Linked DNA regions of Sus scrofa: region 2 is linked to region 1. Evidence: chromatin contacts called from public Hi-C data. All regions are on one chromosome and are shown on one strand. Each heading gives the region's core, a stretch centred on a gene start, on an enhancer-like site or on the middle of the called end of the contact. The rest is flanking DNA. Distances are from core to core; before and after follow the strand shown. Region 1 holds the start of ZNF408 (zinc finger protein 408). Region 2 overlaps DGKZ (diacylglycerol kinase zeta).

What was found. A called contact is a pair of places that touch in the nucleus more often than the background predicts.
Region 2: a Hi-C map of liver shows a contact between it and region 1, with 4 times the contacts expected there. The contact joins the enhancer-like site here to the promoter of ZNF408 in region 1. A contact is called at or near these places in 1 of 5 promoter capture datasets (liver), 3 of 47 Hi-C or Micro-C datasets (heart right ventricle, liver and skeletal muscle) and 1 of 2 datasets of contacts at active chromatin or transcription factors (alveolar macrophages).

Annotation. Positions count from the first base shown.
Region 1 is chr2:15,830,414-15,838,322 of Sscrofa11.1, forward strand. ZNF408 (zinc finger protein 408) reads right to left here and starts at 4,136. Exons shown (of 5, transcript XM_003122824.6): 1 at 3,777-4,136; 2 at 3,194-3,471; 3 at 2,189-2,250; 4 at 1,706-1,962; 5 at 1-655. The coding sequence starts at 3,894. It overlaps ARHGAP1 (rho GTPase-activating protein 1), which reads left to right and starts at 3,872. Exons shown (of 13, transcript XM_003122825.5): 1 at 3,872-4,330.
Region 2 is chr2:16,155,195-16,163,103 of Sscrofa11.1, forward strand. All of the region lies in intron 1 of DGKZ (diacylglycerol kinase zeta), which reads right to left. Among named protein-coding and RNA genes, the nearest start is that of DGKZ, 17 kb to the right of the region's middle. Within about 2 kb of position 4,442, at least 26 of the 83 cell types and tissues checked have an H3K27ac peak or open chromatin away from gene starts, as enhancers often do. A contact at or near this core is called in alveolar macrophages, where this site is marked.

The DNA.
Region 1 (7,909 bases), core at 2,886-5,385:
ACCACCTGGTGCTCTTTGAGGTCTCTCCGGGTGCCGTAGGCCTTGTCGCACTGTGGGCAGGGGAAGGGCCGCACGCCACGGTGGCCCAGCATGTGGGCTTTGAAGCTCTCCTCTGAGCTGTAGCTCTTGCCACACTCAGTGCAAAGGAAGGGCTTGTGGCCTGTGTGCACGAATGCATGCTTCTTCAGGTGGCACAGCTGCAGGAAGGCCTTGCCACACTCCCCACAGCAGTATCGTCGCCCCTGTTTTGGGGAGCCTCCTGCACAGCCAGGAGGGCTCCGCAAGTGTGCAGGGAAGCCAGGGTGCTGCTGCTCTCCAGTCTGCTGGGCCCCAGGCTCTGAGGTCTTCACTCTGGGTGGGCGCTGATCACTGGGGCTTCGTAACCTCTTGCCCAGGTGAGCACGCAGCTGGGGGCCCCTGGCAGAAGACGAGGAAGTGGCCTCACTGCTCTCAGGGCCCTGCTGGGGAGCGGAGGTGCTCTGAGGTCCAGGTGACATCTGTGTCTGGGGTGGGACCTCCTCATCTACGCTGCCGTCCTCAGGCAATGGGCCGAGTGATTGGCTCTCCTTGGAAACGTGGTCCTGGGTTTGAGGCTGAAGTCCGGAGCTCACCACACTCTCTGCCTGGATGTTGGGGGGTGATTGGACACCAGGGTCTGCTAGGCAAGAGTGGGGTACTGGGCTTAGTAGAGAAGCAGCATGTGGTCATAGTGGTCTCACCAGAGAATTACAGCAACCCATGACTCTTCCTCCTCAACCCCTGAATTGCATGGGAACAGTGACAGCCGTCTCCCCCGGCACATGAGCCACACACTCCCTTTATCTTCCTGTCCAGTCTCAGGTACCTTCTGAGGAGGCTGCCCGGGAGACCACAGCACTCTGAACGATGTGGATAATCCCTGGAGAAAGACCATCCCAGAGGACCCGTATTCTCCCTCCCTCTGGAGACATGCACTCAGGATGAGCTGAGACCACCACCTCCTCACTTTAGCTCATCTGAAAATAAAAGAACCCCCAGCCCCAGCCCAGACAGAAGAACACAAACTGGAAACCTTATTTCTAGCTTGCTGTCTTCCACAATGCGGGCTTCTTATTCCTTGAAACAACTCAGGAAGATACAACTTGCAAATATCTATACAGTTTACCCTTAAACCAACATAGGCTTGAACTGCATGGGTCCACTTATATATGGGTTTTTTCCCAACAGGAAATAGCCCAGCACTCTACAACCATGGTCTGTTGAATCTATAGATGGGGCCCATGGATATAGAACCTTGGATGTGAAGGGCCAACTCCAAGTCACACTCAGGAGTTGTGACAGCCCAGAGGGCTGGTGTCCCTAACCCCTGTGTTGTTCAAGAGTCAACTATGTTGTTCATCCTAAGACCCGCTGTTCTTCAGTAAAAAGCATCAAATGGTATTTTATACCCCAAAATTTTCTGAACTTCTTCCCTAAAAATTCTAGTCTCGCTGTGTCCACGAATCCTAAGAATTACGGCATGATTCTCACTCAATCCTAATCAAGCCCCACTCCCATGCCACACTGAAAAATCCATCTTATACCAGCCTTCAAAATTTCAATAAATATCCAGGCCTTTCCTTTCCTCCTCAGAATACTGTTCTCCCTTCCTTTCTTGAGCCATAAGCTTTGTTTTGTCTAATCAACAGGTGATAATTTGGGAAGTCAGCATTTATTTGACACATACCTGTGCAAGGTTCTGTTGCATCTTCCTCTGTGGCTACTTCCTGTTGTACAACAGACTCCATTTCTGTCACCCCAGCCATGCTTGCCTCCTCCTCTAGTCTGGACTGGTTGGGGCTCAGGCCCTCAGCGGGAGGCCGGGGCCACAGCCGCAGCTCGAAACCTGGCAGCACAACCCGGTACACCTGTAGGTGGAGCCTCTCGCTGATCCACACGGGAGCCACGTTTCCCTCACCCTCCAGCTTGCCCCGCTGCACCAAACTGCAAAGCAGAGCAAGAGCTGGCTCAGGAGACCCTCTTGAAGCAAGTGGCCCTGCCTAAAAGCCCCTGCTCCTGGGCAGTCTGAGTCTTAACGGATCTTATGCCTTTTGAACACACACTGCAAAAGGCCCTTGGGTGGGGAATTACAGTTAGCTCTGGTTCCAACCCAGGCCACAAAACAAAGCCTCAAGGGAGCATCTTCATAACATACTCTGTTGTAACTTACCTCATCCAGCCTGAACTCTGCTCACAAGCACACACATCTCCCCATGGGTCTAGTGACACGTCCTGAAATAAACCAATAAAAGTCCTTCTCTCATGTGTTTGAGGGCAAAACAAACAAAACCTGATATAAGGAGTTTCCATTGTGGCTCAGCAGGTTAAGGACCCAACATTGTCTCTGAAAGATGAGGATTCGGTCCCTGGCCTTGCTCAGTGGTTTAAGGATCCAGCGTTGCGGTAATCTGCTGCGTAGTTTGCAGATGGGACTTGGATCCAGGGCTGCCATTGCTGTGGCTGTATCATAGGCCCCAGCTCCATCTCAGATTCAACCCCTGGCCTGGGAACTTCCATTTGCTACAGGTGTGGCCGTAAAAGAAAAAAAAAAAAAAAACACCTGATGAAATTGCTCCCAACACAGACCTAAGATGAAGCCCCCTGGAAGGTTAATGGTCTCTGGTTCTGCCTCTCTGTAGACTGCACTGTCTGAATTTTCCTTCAGTAAAGGCCAAAAAAAAAAAAATTGTCCCCACACCTCCCTCCCAAAGTGTGAAAAATTACTGAATTGAACATATTACTTCCTTTCAATGAGTACCAAACAGAAGTAAGAGGTACCTCAAATTTAAAATTTTTTCAGGAGTTATGCAATGAAATCTTTTACCTGTGCTGTTTCACCTTTCCCTCCAAATAATCCTGGAGGATTAAAATAAAGAGCCATTCCTTTATTTTACATGCCATCTGACCAGCTAAGTGACAAAGCTGAGATTTGATCCCAGGGGCTTTTTAATTCCCAAAACCTTTGTTCTTGACTTTTGTAACTGCTAACACTCTACTAATTCAGCTTTTAACAATTTTTTGCACCTCTTAATTACTGCAAGGAAGGAGAAAAGACAGTCCTGGACAGAAGGGGGCCAAACCATCTCCTATCCCTTTAAATACTCTGCATCTTCTAACAAGAAATGTCTGAACTAAATTTTCAATCATGGAAGGGAGATGCCCGATCCCTTAATACCTCTTTTTGCTCTCTTTCCGCTGCATCACCCTTCTGCTTAGAGACAGACTCCTCTTCCAGTGGTCCCCAGAGCAGTCCCGGCTGCAAGGGTTCCCCGACACACCAGACCCCCAAGCGCTGTTCCTCGGTCAGTGAGGGACCTAGGGCCAAGCCCCGGGGGAGGCTCTTTAGAGCGAGGATGGCTCGGGTCGGTCTGGCTGGGAAATCTTTGGGTCCCTGTGCACAGCCTTCTCCGGAAGGGCTCCATCCTGAGTCCGGGTCCAGGCGTGGGCCGGGGACTGCAGCGAGAGAGGAAGACAGTGAAGAAGTGAGGAAGCCGCCCAAGAGGTAGTGGGGTGGGGAAAGATGAGGGAGAAAACCCTAGGTCCAGCTAGGCCTCAAGAGTCTGAGAGATATATAAAGACTCTAAGGGGCCCCGAAAAGACCTGAGGGACTTCGAGGGCTCTTAAAAGAAGCCCCCGAGATTTTGAGGGCACCGGAGGAGGATGCCAGGCTCGGGAGGAAAAGGGTCGGGGGATAAGAGTTGACCAGAGAACGTCAGGAATATCTGAGCCGAGGGTCGGAGACACCGCAGGCCGCTCACCGAACTGCAGTCTTCCCTTCGCCGAGAGAAGCTCCTCCGCCTCCTCCATCCCGGATCGAAAAGCCTCCCTCCGCCGGAAGTGAGTGTCACCTTCTAGGCTCCTCCCGGAAACAGTCATTGACACCCAAATTTCCTCTCGGGAACGAATCGTAAGAGTCAGCCTTAACTGGTGCACAAGACCAGGAGTTTGGGAATTCTGGTGAGGCGAATCTCTGTCCGAGAAGAATACGAGCTAAGGATTCCGGAGGTCCACCAGAGATTCGAGTACCCGGAACATCGGAACTAACTGTTCCAGGGCCTCCTTTTGGGAGGGACGAATCGGACGGTTCTACTCCACCGCAGCCAAGGAGGCACGTGAGCAGCACGTACAGGAAGTGGGCGGGGATCCTGGAAAGGCCATGTTTGGACCGGGCAGCGGGTCGGAAGTGGGTTGGAGGTGTGGCGGAAGTGGTTGGGAGTGAAGAGACAGGGAGGGGGCGGTTCCCGTTCCACCTCGGAGCCGGATGTTTGCCGATCTTTGACAGGCGTGGCAGAGGGAGCGGTACCCGACCACGGTGAGCTGCGGGGTGCAAGTTCTGCCTGGGAGGTTGGGGGCGGGGCGGGAAGGAAAAGGACTGGCCAGGTCATTTGAAGGGATGGGGTCCGGATGGGGAGCATCCAAGCGGATCCGAGGAAGGGAGCAGGGGTGGAATGGGGCCTGGGAACCTGGCCTTCCCGCTGCCGGGATTCTGCCCCACTCGCGGGTCTGCAGCGAGAGGACTTTGCTTCTTTTGCTGGCTTCTTCCTGGCCTCTCGCTCGCTGTCATCGAGTAAACTCATGGGAAGGGGAAGTCTCCCTCGTCCGATCTGGGGAAGTGCTAAAACAAGAAATTCGGGCGAAGTGTTCCACCTTGCTACTTATTAGGCCACGCTTTCATGTCTCTTTCTTAACCTGTGAGACAGGATTGTAGCACCCAATCCGGTTTTTGTGAACCATGAGGCTTTATGCAAACGTGATTGTAGTTGAAAGGCTTGCTTTGTATTGTGGGGTTTGCATTTTTGCAATTCTGGAGCCCTAACTAGGAGGCCTATCACAATTCCAGAGAATATGATTTCAAGTTATTTCAGTTCTCCTTGGAGGAGTTTAGAGAAGCTTTACTTTGCCCTTTTGTAGAACTTTGAGAATCATATGAATGACAGTCACTTAAGAGAAGTATTGAAGGATTGACCTGCACAAAGAGACCACCTTAGATAGACATGGATTAAAATCTTGACTTTACTGTATGACTCTTATTTTTTCTGGTCTTCACATTTCTGGAACTGTACTTCTCTGGTGCTGATGTGAAAAGATAATTTGTATCCAGTTCATCGTGGTTGCTTCCCTTTTCCTCTTAGGATACAAATTGATTCCTTCAGTAATTCAGCAAATGACTGAGCATCTACTCTGTGCCAGATGTAATTTTGAGTAGGTCAAGGCTGTTTGTTTGTTTTTAATGGTCACACCCGCAGCACATGGAAGTTCCATGGGCCAGGGATTGAATCCCAGCAGTAGCTGACCTGTGCTGTGGCAACACCAGATCCTTGAACCAACTGCTCCCACCCGGGATAGAACTTCACAGCGATCCAAACCCCTGCAGTGAGGTTCTTAACCCACTGCGCCACAGTGGGAACTCCAGGTCAGGGATTCTTAAACAGTGATTCTAAGAGGGTCTGTGAACCCCTTAAAATTTCATGCAAGATTTCATGAGTATGCTGATTTTTGGGGAATGAGTCCAGACAGTTCATCAGAATTCCAGAGAACTCCAGGACTTCCCAAAGGTAAAACCTCTGCCTAAAGTGAGTCTTGAAGGATTTAGGAAAGGTACATATTTTATCTCCTGAGAAGAGAAACGTTAATTTGAGAGTAAGACATATTTTGCAGAGTGAAGCAGGACTGTGACAGGAGTCTTAGGCAGCCAGGATACTTCATTTCCGTGACTCTATGTTAGAAGTTCCCTGCACTAGCTTCTCTCCCCCTTCCCACTGAATGGGAGCTCAGCTTCTGGCCTCACAAGGGGCAACAGCTGTGGGCTGGAGGGTAGTGAGAGAGGCCAGGCTGGCTGGGAGGTGGAAGCAACTGTGATTAGTTATGCTGGAAAAGGAGCGTATAGGGTGGGGGAGGGGTCAGTTCTGGAAGAACTAACAAAATAGAAGAGTTACTGGAAGAGGTGGAGTTCAAGTTTGTCTCCCTTTTAGAGTGTCCCTCTCCCTCCCTCACACATACTTTAGCTCCCAGCTGTCCCTTCTAATCCTGTTGTTCCCTTCAGCACAAGTATTTTAGAATGCTGGAGAATTATATTTCTGGGAGGAGTCTTCACTTCTATAGATGAGATAGATGAGGAAATTTAAGCCTAGATAGGAAAAGGACTGCCCAGCATCTTTGCAAATCAGTCAGGACTATAATCCAGTTCTCCGTGTATCTCATTCCCTGCCTTTTTTTTTTTTTCTTTTTTCTATTTTTTTGTCACTTCATCAAGCACCCACTGTGTGCAAAAAGACTTCTGGAATAGTTGTGGGCAAGGCTGAAGGAGCTTTTGGTGTCTGGGCAGTAACTGAACAGAAGGGATGGAGAGAAGGCTCAGGTCCAGAGAGGGTTACTGAATTTGTGCCTGTCACCCAGCTGGGGGTCCCTTTGGGGGAGCCTTCACAGCCTCCCGGTTAAATGTGGGGAGGAGCTTATGGCTGAATCAGGCGTGGATTCCTCTAGACTGAAGGTTGCTTCAGGTGTGGCTCAGCTGTGAGGATGCAGGTTCGATCCCTGATCTCACTCAGTGGGTTAAGGATCCAGCATTGTCATGAGCTGTGGTGTAGGTCGCAGACATTGCTCGGATCCTGCGTTGCTGTGGCTGTGGGTAGACTGGTGGCTACAGCTCCCATTCAACCCCCTAGCCTAGGAACTTCCATATGCTGCAGGTGCGGCTCTAAAAAAAAAAAGAAACAGAATGGGGAGCTAGGGTGAGGGGACATATAGCAGCACTCACTGAGAGAGAGAAATGCATTCCCAAACAGGAGAGGGACATGTTCATGTTTGGGGAAGGAACTTGTGTTTTGGTGGTAAGCAGTGAATAAGTGTAGCAGATAAGGCCACAGGGAGGAAGAGGAAGAAAAAGAAATTGTTGTTTTTGGCTGTTTGGCCTGCTCAGTTTTGGCTCAGGAGCTTGAAACAGCTTTTGCCACTGAATCAGTGTGGTTGCCCTGGTAACAGGATAGTTGTTGCTAAGTTGTTGCTAGGTAAATAGGGAGCCGGTTTGCCATCCAGAGACTTTGGCAGGCTGTGATGTGTGCAGAGGTTGTCACATCGCTCAGAGGTGTTCAGGGTCTGGATCTGGGCCTACAGTTCTCCCCTCTTCTCCCTCCCTGCGCCTGGGTCTTGTCTGTACTCTTTATCTGTCCTGCTGATTCTCTGACCATATATGTCATTTTTGGGGCTTCAGGAATGCAGTAGACGTAGGGCAGCCTCTTTGCTGGGGTTGGATAAGTGGGTTGAATTGAAAGTCCCCTCCTTCACACATGGTGAGCTTGTGAAGGGAGGGAGAGTGGCTTCTAGTTAGTACACAGGGCAGAAGTTGCCATGTCCAGGCTGCACGCAGCCACATCCTCAACACCAGCCCCCAGGAGTTCCTGCTGTGGTGCAACAGGATCGGCAGCATCTTGGGAGCACTGGGATACAGGTTCAATCCCCAGCCTGGCACAGTGGATTGGAGATCCAGCATTGTTGCAGTAGTGGCTTGGGTCAAGACTGTGGCTCAGGACTTCCCATTGTGGCTCAGTGGTTAACGAATCCAACTAGGAACCATGACGTTGTGGGTTTGATCCCTGGCCTTGCTCAATGGGTTAAGGATGCAGTGTTGCCATGAGCTGTGGTGTAGGTTGCAGATGTGGCTTGGATCCTGCGTTGCTGTGGCTCAGGTGTAAGCCGGCGGCTACAGCTCTGATTTGACCCTGAGCCTGGGAACCTCCATATGCTGCGGGAGCGGCCCTAGAAATGGCAAAAAAAGACTGCAGCTCAGATCTAATCCCTGATCTGGGGACTCCATATGCTGAGGGGTGGCCAAAAAAAAAAGGACCAGACCCTACCTGCCCCCAATCCTGAAACTAGCATCAGGAGCTCCCCA
Region 2 (7,909 bases), core at 3,192-5,691, 330 kb after region 1:
GGAGCTGTAGCCACCAGCCTACACCACAGCCACAGCAACGCGGGATCCGAGCCGCGTCTGTGGCCTACACAACAGCTCACGGCAACGCCGGATCGTTAACCCACTGAGCAAGGGCAGGGATCGAACCCACAACCTCATGGTTCCTAGTCGGATTCGTTAACCACTGCGCCACAACGGGAACTCCATACTTTTTATATTTTATTTGACAAATAGGTAACTCACTCTGTGCCTGACACTGTCCTCTAAGTGTTTTACAAATAGTCGCTCATTTTATTTCATACAAAAGTAATAATTAGGAGTTCCCTGGTGGCCTAGTGGTTAAGGATTCAGCATTGTCACTGCTGGGGTGAAGGTTCGAGACCTAGCTCGGGAACATTCGTGTGCCATGGGCACGGCCAAAAAAAAAAAAAAAAAAAAAAAAAGCAATAGTATTAATTATCCTTGTTTTATGGATGAGGAAATTGAGGCACAAAGAAGTTAAATTACTTGCCTGCAGTCACGCAGCTGGTAAGTGGTAGAACTGGAATTCCAACCCAGGAGTCTACTCCAGGTCTACACTCTCTCCCCCTCGCTGTATTTCTAGATGCTTCTGTCAAACAATGCATGGGGATCCCTTTGTGCCTGTGCGCTTGGCACCTGGCAGTCTCTCTGCCTAGAACACCATTCTCTTCTGCTCAGGGAACTCTCCATTTTTTTCCTCCCATCTTTTCAGAGCTGGCTCAGTTATTGGCTCTGCTGGAAAATTCTCTCCAGCCTCCACTCCCAAGGGGTTAGCTGCTCCCACGCTCAGGCCCTCTCTTGGTTATTCTAGGCCATCAGTGCTGGTTTACGACTCTATCCCCCACCAGACTGTGTGCTCCAGGGACCATGTGTTACTCGTAACTGGATCCCCAGGGTCCAGAAGTGCCGGATGTGGTCTGAAGAGTGAATGGAGGGAAAAGTGAATGGTCCAGGCTCAGCCTCAGGGATCAAGCTGAGAGCCAAGGGCTTTGGGCTGGCACAGTGACCCACTGGCGGGCCACTCCAGGCCTTCTTGCCAGCACTGGGTGGACAAGTTGTTGGTTTGGGCTGAGTTCTTGTGTCTCAGAGGGACACACTGAAATTGATCTCAGATGGGAATGCTGAAGTCTCCCGCGTCTCCCAACACCTAGCTGGGGGTGCTACCAAGCCCTGGCTGGCCCCGGCCCCCACTCCTGGTCCCTTGTGGCAGGTCTCTCGCGGCCTTCTCCTGTGTCTGCTGCGGGCTCCCGTTCCCCATCTGCCAGGAGCAGCATTCCTCTCTTTTCCCTCATTCAAAATTTAACTCACCCTGACTCTTCTGTCCAAGCCGCTCCCCCCTCCCTAGAAGGGGAGACGCCCTAGAAGATCTCTCTAGAATCAGCTGCCAGCCCTCAGGGCCACACCATGCCTCCTAGGCCTCATGCATTCTGCACAGGGTTGTTCTTTTTTTTCTTTCTATTTTTCTGCCTCAAAGGCAGTCAATGTGCCTAAAATCTCCCTGAGAGGTCACAGGGGTCAAAGGGTTTTTCCCAGGCTTGGGATTGAATCTGCCCTCTGACCAGCTAGGCGACCTCAAGCCAAATCTCTTACCCTGGCTGGCCTCAACTGCCTCATCTGCTTAATGGGGACAGCACGACCTTGTCTTCCTCGAGGGACTATTGTAGGCAGGAAAGAGAAAGTGTTTGTACATGGTAACCAAGTCCTCGAATTTACCAAAACTTTCAAGACAGACCATATCTCCTGAGGCCTAAAAATTAGGACAACCTCCTCGGAGTACGATTTGGCACCGACTCTCCAGGCTGAAGATACACCGCCCTATAAGCAAGCGCTGGTGGACAGAACACGCCAGGAGTCGTGCACCAGCGCAGAATCCAAAGGACAGCCTGCAACAGCAGGAAAACTGCCAACAACCTAAATGTCCATCCGCAGGAGACGGGGCAATTCGGCTGCCGGACAGTTATAAAAAGCACAGAGCACGGCACTTAAATGGGTTGACACTAGAGCACGTGTTTCTAGATGGATAAATCTCCAAAACAACACGGAGGGAAGGAAAAAAACCTAGATTCAGATCATGTCCGATACACCATTTAACTCACGTGCAAAACCATATCAAACAGTACAGTGTGTCACTATGGGTGTGTACACAGATAGGAAAAAAATCTTAAAACAGGTGTGAGAACATAAACAGCCCAATCAGGATTGTGGTTTCTTCGGGGGAGGGAGACACAGAGCCTCCTGCTCTATCCAAGGCGATTATGGCCTAATGGTAAGATCTGTGTTGCATTATTCTGTGTACTTTCCTCATGCTAAAATATTTAATGCTTTTGAAAAGATTCTTAAATATTAAAAAAAAAAAAAAAAGACCCCCCCAGAGGGAGAAGAGCTCCCACCCGGCGTCCTGGGTCTTCCATGGATGGCTTTTGGCAGCAGCATGGAGCCCCGAGGGTTCCTGACCCTGTCTCACAGGAGGAACCCCATGTCTGCGGGGCCAGAAGGAAGGTCTCCCCCAAAAGGATGCCTTTCAGAGGAGGACGAGTGGGTGATAGGTTGTGTCAGTAGGGTGTCTGTGTGGGCTGGGGAGCAGGAACCAGCTTGCCCCCTTTCACAACCACCCCCGCCTCAGCAAAATGTCAGCAAGCTGGGGAAGGGGGGGCGGGAGACAGGCAAGCTGTTAACCCGAGAGATGCTGGGGCGTGGGTGGCGCAGGCCCAGGCTCCCAGACAGCTATTTTGGCTCAGCCCTGGCAGGGGAGAGGCCTCTCTGTGGGAGCTTTGAACTGGCGCTCTGCCAGGCGTGCGGGTCCGGCGGGGGTGGGGGGGTGGGGGCCCGTAGGCCCTCCCTCTCTCTTCAGACCTCTCTCACCTCGAGGCCTGGTGCGCTGGGCTGTCCTCCTAAGCACCTCTCTCCAGGCCACAGGCCACTCACTGACCCCTGGGTGACATCAGGCGCTCCTTTGAACATGTCCCTTGAGTCATCAGCTCCTTGCACTTTGAAAGCAAGATAAAAGGTCCCAGACTGGCTCCTCCACTCCAGATCCAGCCAGGGAGCCATGTGACCACTGGCTAACAACCCCCGTCTCCCTACTCAAGGGCCTCCCCCAGCTCAGCCCTGCTCTCCCTCCAGCCAGGGTCCTGGTGGCACTGCTCCCTTGGGGTCTGGGTGCAGATCACCTCAAGGGCCTTGCTCTAGTCTCACACAAGACAAAGATCTCTCCATTTCAAGGAGCTCTCAAAGACCTTCTTAGGTGCCACCAGTTTGGTGATGGGAAAATAAAAGAACAGAAGACAAGCGTGCTAGGAGGTAGGGATGCCTGGTGTTGCAAAGATACTTGGGTTGGGCTCCAGTGTGAGCTGCATGACCCCAGGTCAGGCCCCTGACCCCTCTAGGCCTTGGTGTTTCATCTGCAAAATGGGAATAAAACCAACTACAGGATTGTTGAGAGTATTACATGAAACTGATGGATTTACCAGCTTCTGGCACCTGTTAATAACCAGAGAAAGAGGAGCTGGCACGTCACTCACCTGGGTGTGGGGGAGTGTAGGGGGTGGGAGCGCTCATCTCCTCAGCCTCTCCCTCCTCCCCCTGGGCCACAGAGCCCTCGGTCTCACTTAAACCTGCTCTGCCTCTGGTGTCTCAGCTGAGGAGGGGAGCAAAAGAGGAAAGATGGCAGAATGCTAGCTTGCCAGGGCAGCTGGTCACTGCTCTGCCTGCCCCTTTCCACCTGCAACGCTTTTCAAGGCTCCCACGTGTGACTGGAGTGCCAGGCGGGCGGTGTGCTGAGAACCGTGGGGGTGGGAGCCACACTGCAGGCCTCAAGTGAGGCTGACACCCTAAGGGCATCACGGGCCCCATGCATGAAACACAGAGGAAGCAGTCTAGGGGGGCAAGAAATGAGGGCCTGTCACCACCCAGAGGTGCACCCTGCTCATCTCGCCCAGGAATGAGGGGAGCTGGGGAGCCTGGGTGCAGGTGCAGCGGGTGGGCCTCTTACCCACACCCCACCCCCCTCCCCGCATGCTGACTTAGAGAACTATTCACGTGGCAGCGGCCTCAGGAAGGAGAGGCGGTGGGGGGAGGGGGCAGGCAGGTCAGAAGGTGGAGGGGAGGCTTCAGGGCGCTGTGATGCGGAATAATCTGACAACATCCTGGAATTGGGGGGCTGGTGCCGAAGTCCCAGATAACCCCTAGCTAGCTGGGAGACCTTGGCCCAGCCAAGGCCACTGCACTTGGCCTCAATCTTCAGAGGGGGTCGGGGAGGGCCAGGTGATGTAGCTCACGCCCAGCCTGCCTTCTGCTGCCCCCTGACCCACTCGGCCCTGGCAGCCGGAGTATCAGGTAGCTCAGCAGCAGGAGGTGTGCGTGGATCTACCCACTGCAGGCCTTTGGTACAAGTGGATTGGGTGGAAAGGGGATGGCTCCCGCTCACCGCCCTCCCCACGATGGTAGTTGTCGCCCCCTCGTGTCGCTCTAGCGATACTGCAGGGCAAGTGCCCAGTCAGCTGTGGACCTGAAAACCCTCTGGCCTTCCTGGGGGTCCTGGGACCCAACCTCTGCTTCTCCTAGGGACCAGAACGCCTAGTCACCTTCCCGTCAGGTGGTGGGTGCCTGGTAAAATCTGGAGAGGGCTCCAGGAGGTGGAAGAGGGTGGGCCGGTTTCTCCCTTTCCCCCGCCTCGAGCTGCCCAGGGTCACTCAGCCTTTCCTCTGTCCTTGTCTAGGAGGACACCCACTCTCCTGCTCTCATTTGCCAAGAGAGAATCCCACATCCCGAGATTTGACCTTTTCAGAGAAAAATGACAAGAGCCGCCCGCCCCCTCCCCTGGCCCATAAGCCAGAGGCACTGGCAGGTGCGTGGCAGCCAGCAGCCAGCAGAGGGAAGACTGCGGGATCCACCCCGGGTCTCAGTCTTGGACGGCTCCATGCTGGCACACGATGTCGCCATGGAAGCCCCTTTTTCTTCCCAAACTGGCGGGAACCCAGAGACTCCGACTTGCACCTGCCTCTCTTGGCCACCTGGCTGACTCCCAGAATTAGCCTCAGCAAAATAAGCCACTCAAAGAGGTGTCTTTTGCTCCCAGACACCCTGGCACCACAGATGGGGTTCTCGCCTCCAAACGTGAGGCGTCCCTCAACACGTCCCTCACAATTATTGCAAAACCAGCCTGAACCGGGGCTGCTTCCGCTCAGGCTGCCTGGCGGGCACCCTCTGCCGTACTGGGGTTCAGGACTATGCTCTGTGAGCCCTGCATAGCATCACCTCTAAATGGGACCTATTGTCTCAAACTTGTTCTACAGGTGCGTTTCCTGCCCTCTGGGAATAAATGACTTTAAGCACTAACGAAGGGCAGGGATGGCAGAGCCAACACTCCGGCTCCCAGGGGCCCTGCAGGCTGAGGCTCCGTCTGTCTTGATGTGTGAGTGCCAGGGAATTTCCGATGTCCCTGGGGTGCAAAACCAGCTAATCCACAAGCTGGGTGACCTGCCCAGGGTCAGGCTGCTGGAACCAGGCCAGAGGCTGAGGGAGTCCTCCCCAGGTGGGCCCTGGACGAGAAGGGGGAGAGGGAGTCAACTTCCCTTCCACTGCCAACTGACCACCCCTCAGGCCAAGAGAATCGGAACGGTGAAGATGGAGGGAAACCCAGCTGTCCTGGGTGGGGCCGGGCCTAGGCCTTCTCATCTGGGAGGGGCTGATGGCTCCCAGCAAGGACAGGCAAGGTGGAACAGAGCTGGGGAGGAGCGTGGCTCAGCTGAGTGTCTCACTGGCTAAACAAAACAGGGGAGATGGCAAACTGCTCCCCATTCCTAAGAAGGTGAAGCCAGATGGGGTAGGCTGAGGTGGGCTTTAAGGAAGGGCCTCTTTAAGGAAGACGCCAAGGAGGCTGCCGTTCAGAGACCGTTTCCTCTGACCACACCAGGAGGGGCAAATATGCGGCCCGTGTACCATCGCTCCCCCTCCCAAGCCTGTGAGAGAGGGTGCTAGTAGATTCTAGAACTCGACCACTGAACCAAGATCCAAATGCAGTATTCTCAACACAGCTTCAGCAGCCACCACCAATTTGTCATCCTCCCTTCCAGCCACTGTCTATTCGCTTAGCAGACCCCTCAGTTCCAAGGCTTGAGTGTCTGGGGTGGGGAGGGGGCAGGGGAGGGGAGCAGGATGGGGAAGATGCAGAGGGTGGCTGCCCAATGAGCGGCAAGCCAGGCTGAGAATGAGCTGGGGGCCAGGTGGAAGGCGGAGGGCTGGTTTCGGCTGGGGCTTTGGGGAGTTTTACTTGAGACTGGCAACCAGCAGAGGTGGCAGGACAAAATAAACAGCATCAAAAGGACAGTGCCGAGACAGGGGCTCTATCCCAAGTTATCTGCCTCTCCCCTCGCTCCAATCAAAGCAAGAGGCGGGAGATCAGCCCCCGTGGACATCTGATTCTCCACACACCCAGGCCTGTCAGGAGACGTCTTTCCTCCCACTGCTCTCTTTCTGACTCTCCTAGGTTTTCCAAATACGTTCATTTCTGAATGCCCCACCAGCCCAGCACAATGCCACTATGCCGGGGACACTCCTTACACACTTTCAGAGGAGCTGTTTGATCTTCTTCTCATTACGCATCCTATCAGATCACTTGCCATCCCCAGAGTGATGTAATGCTGTCCTTCAAATTTGGTGGTGCCTTAGAAACACTTGGGAAGCTTTACAAAACGCCCAGCCCCACCTCCAGACCCAGTGAGTCAGACACACCAAGGGTAAGATCTAGGAATCTGTATTTCCTAAAGCTCCTGAGGTCACTGCGATGTTCTGTCTGGGAACCTGGTTTAGAAGAAAGGGATGTGGGTTCTGGAATCATTAATATGAGTTCGAACTTGATCTCTGTCTCTTACCTGCTATGTGATTCCGGGCAAACTAGTCATTTCTGAGCCTGCGTTCTTTTCATCTATAAAAATGGAGAAATAACGCCTATTCTGCTTATTTTAGAGAATTATGTAAAGGTACTTGACGTTCTCTTGCTTCTTATTCTTCCTCTGAAATGTGCCTGAGATTTACCGCTACATGTGCAAACTTGTGCCCTTCAGAAGGGGCATAGCCACAGGTCACAATAGCCCAACACTTGGTACCCTGTGGGCAGGGACAGGAAGCCTCGGGTGGAGCCCCTCCCTCCCCCTCACAAGCCTGTGAACACTGGAGGCTACATCCTGCAGAGCGGGGTGTAAACTGCTCCCTCTTGCAGAGTTGTGGGTGACAAAACAGAGGTAGGAGAAGCTTTGCTCCCTGCACTGTTTATATGACATTGAAGCCCACAAGGCTTTCACAAGGGCCTACGGAGCTCCATCTGCCAGTGTGAGGATCCAGGTTTTTGCACTTGGTGACACAGTGCAGGTGCAAAGAGCAGGGCCCTGGTTAGGGGAAGGCAGGCAGAGGGCACAGGTCAGCACTACAGGGATGCCAACCTGTACAGGAAAAAAGTGCCCATGTTATTGGCAGGTGAGGTCAGCCCCAGGAAGGGACAGGACAAAGCTCGGGGTGGGGGTGGGGGTGGGTTGCCAACTGCCATGAAACCTGGACAACCAAAGAAAAGTGAGAGGGAGGCTTTGGGCAGACTCCAAGTGGTCAGAGTCCAGTCTGAGTTGGCTCTGGGGTCCTGAGCTGATTGGCTACAAGCTCTGAGGCCAGAGGAGAAGGACGGGGTAAATCAGGAAAGAGCCCAGGGAGCCAGGTGGCGTACTTATGGGGCTCCACCTCCCCTCACCTTAGGCCAGGGTGCACGGGCAGGAAGCAGCTCCCAGCCAGCGCCAGCACACATGCCCACACTCAATCTTTCCACACCCTCCCCCAGCTCCTCACCAGAGTCCTGGTCAAAGCCCTATCACAGGCACAAGATGGTGACATTTGGCGTGCTGGTGGAGCGGGCAAGATGGAG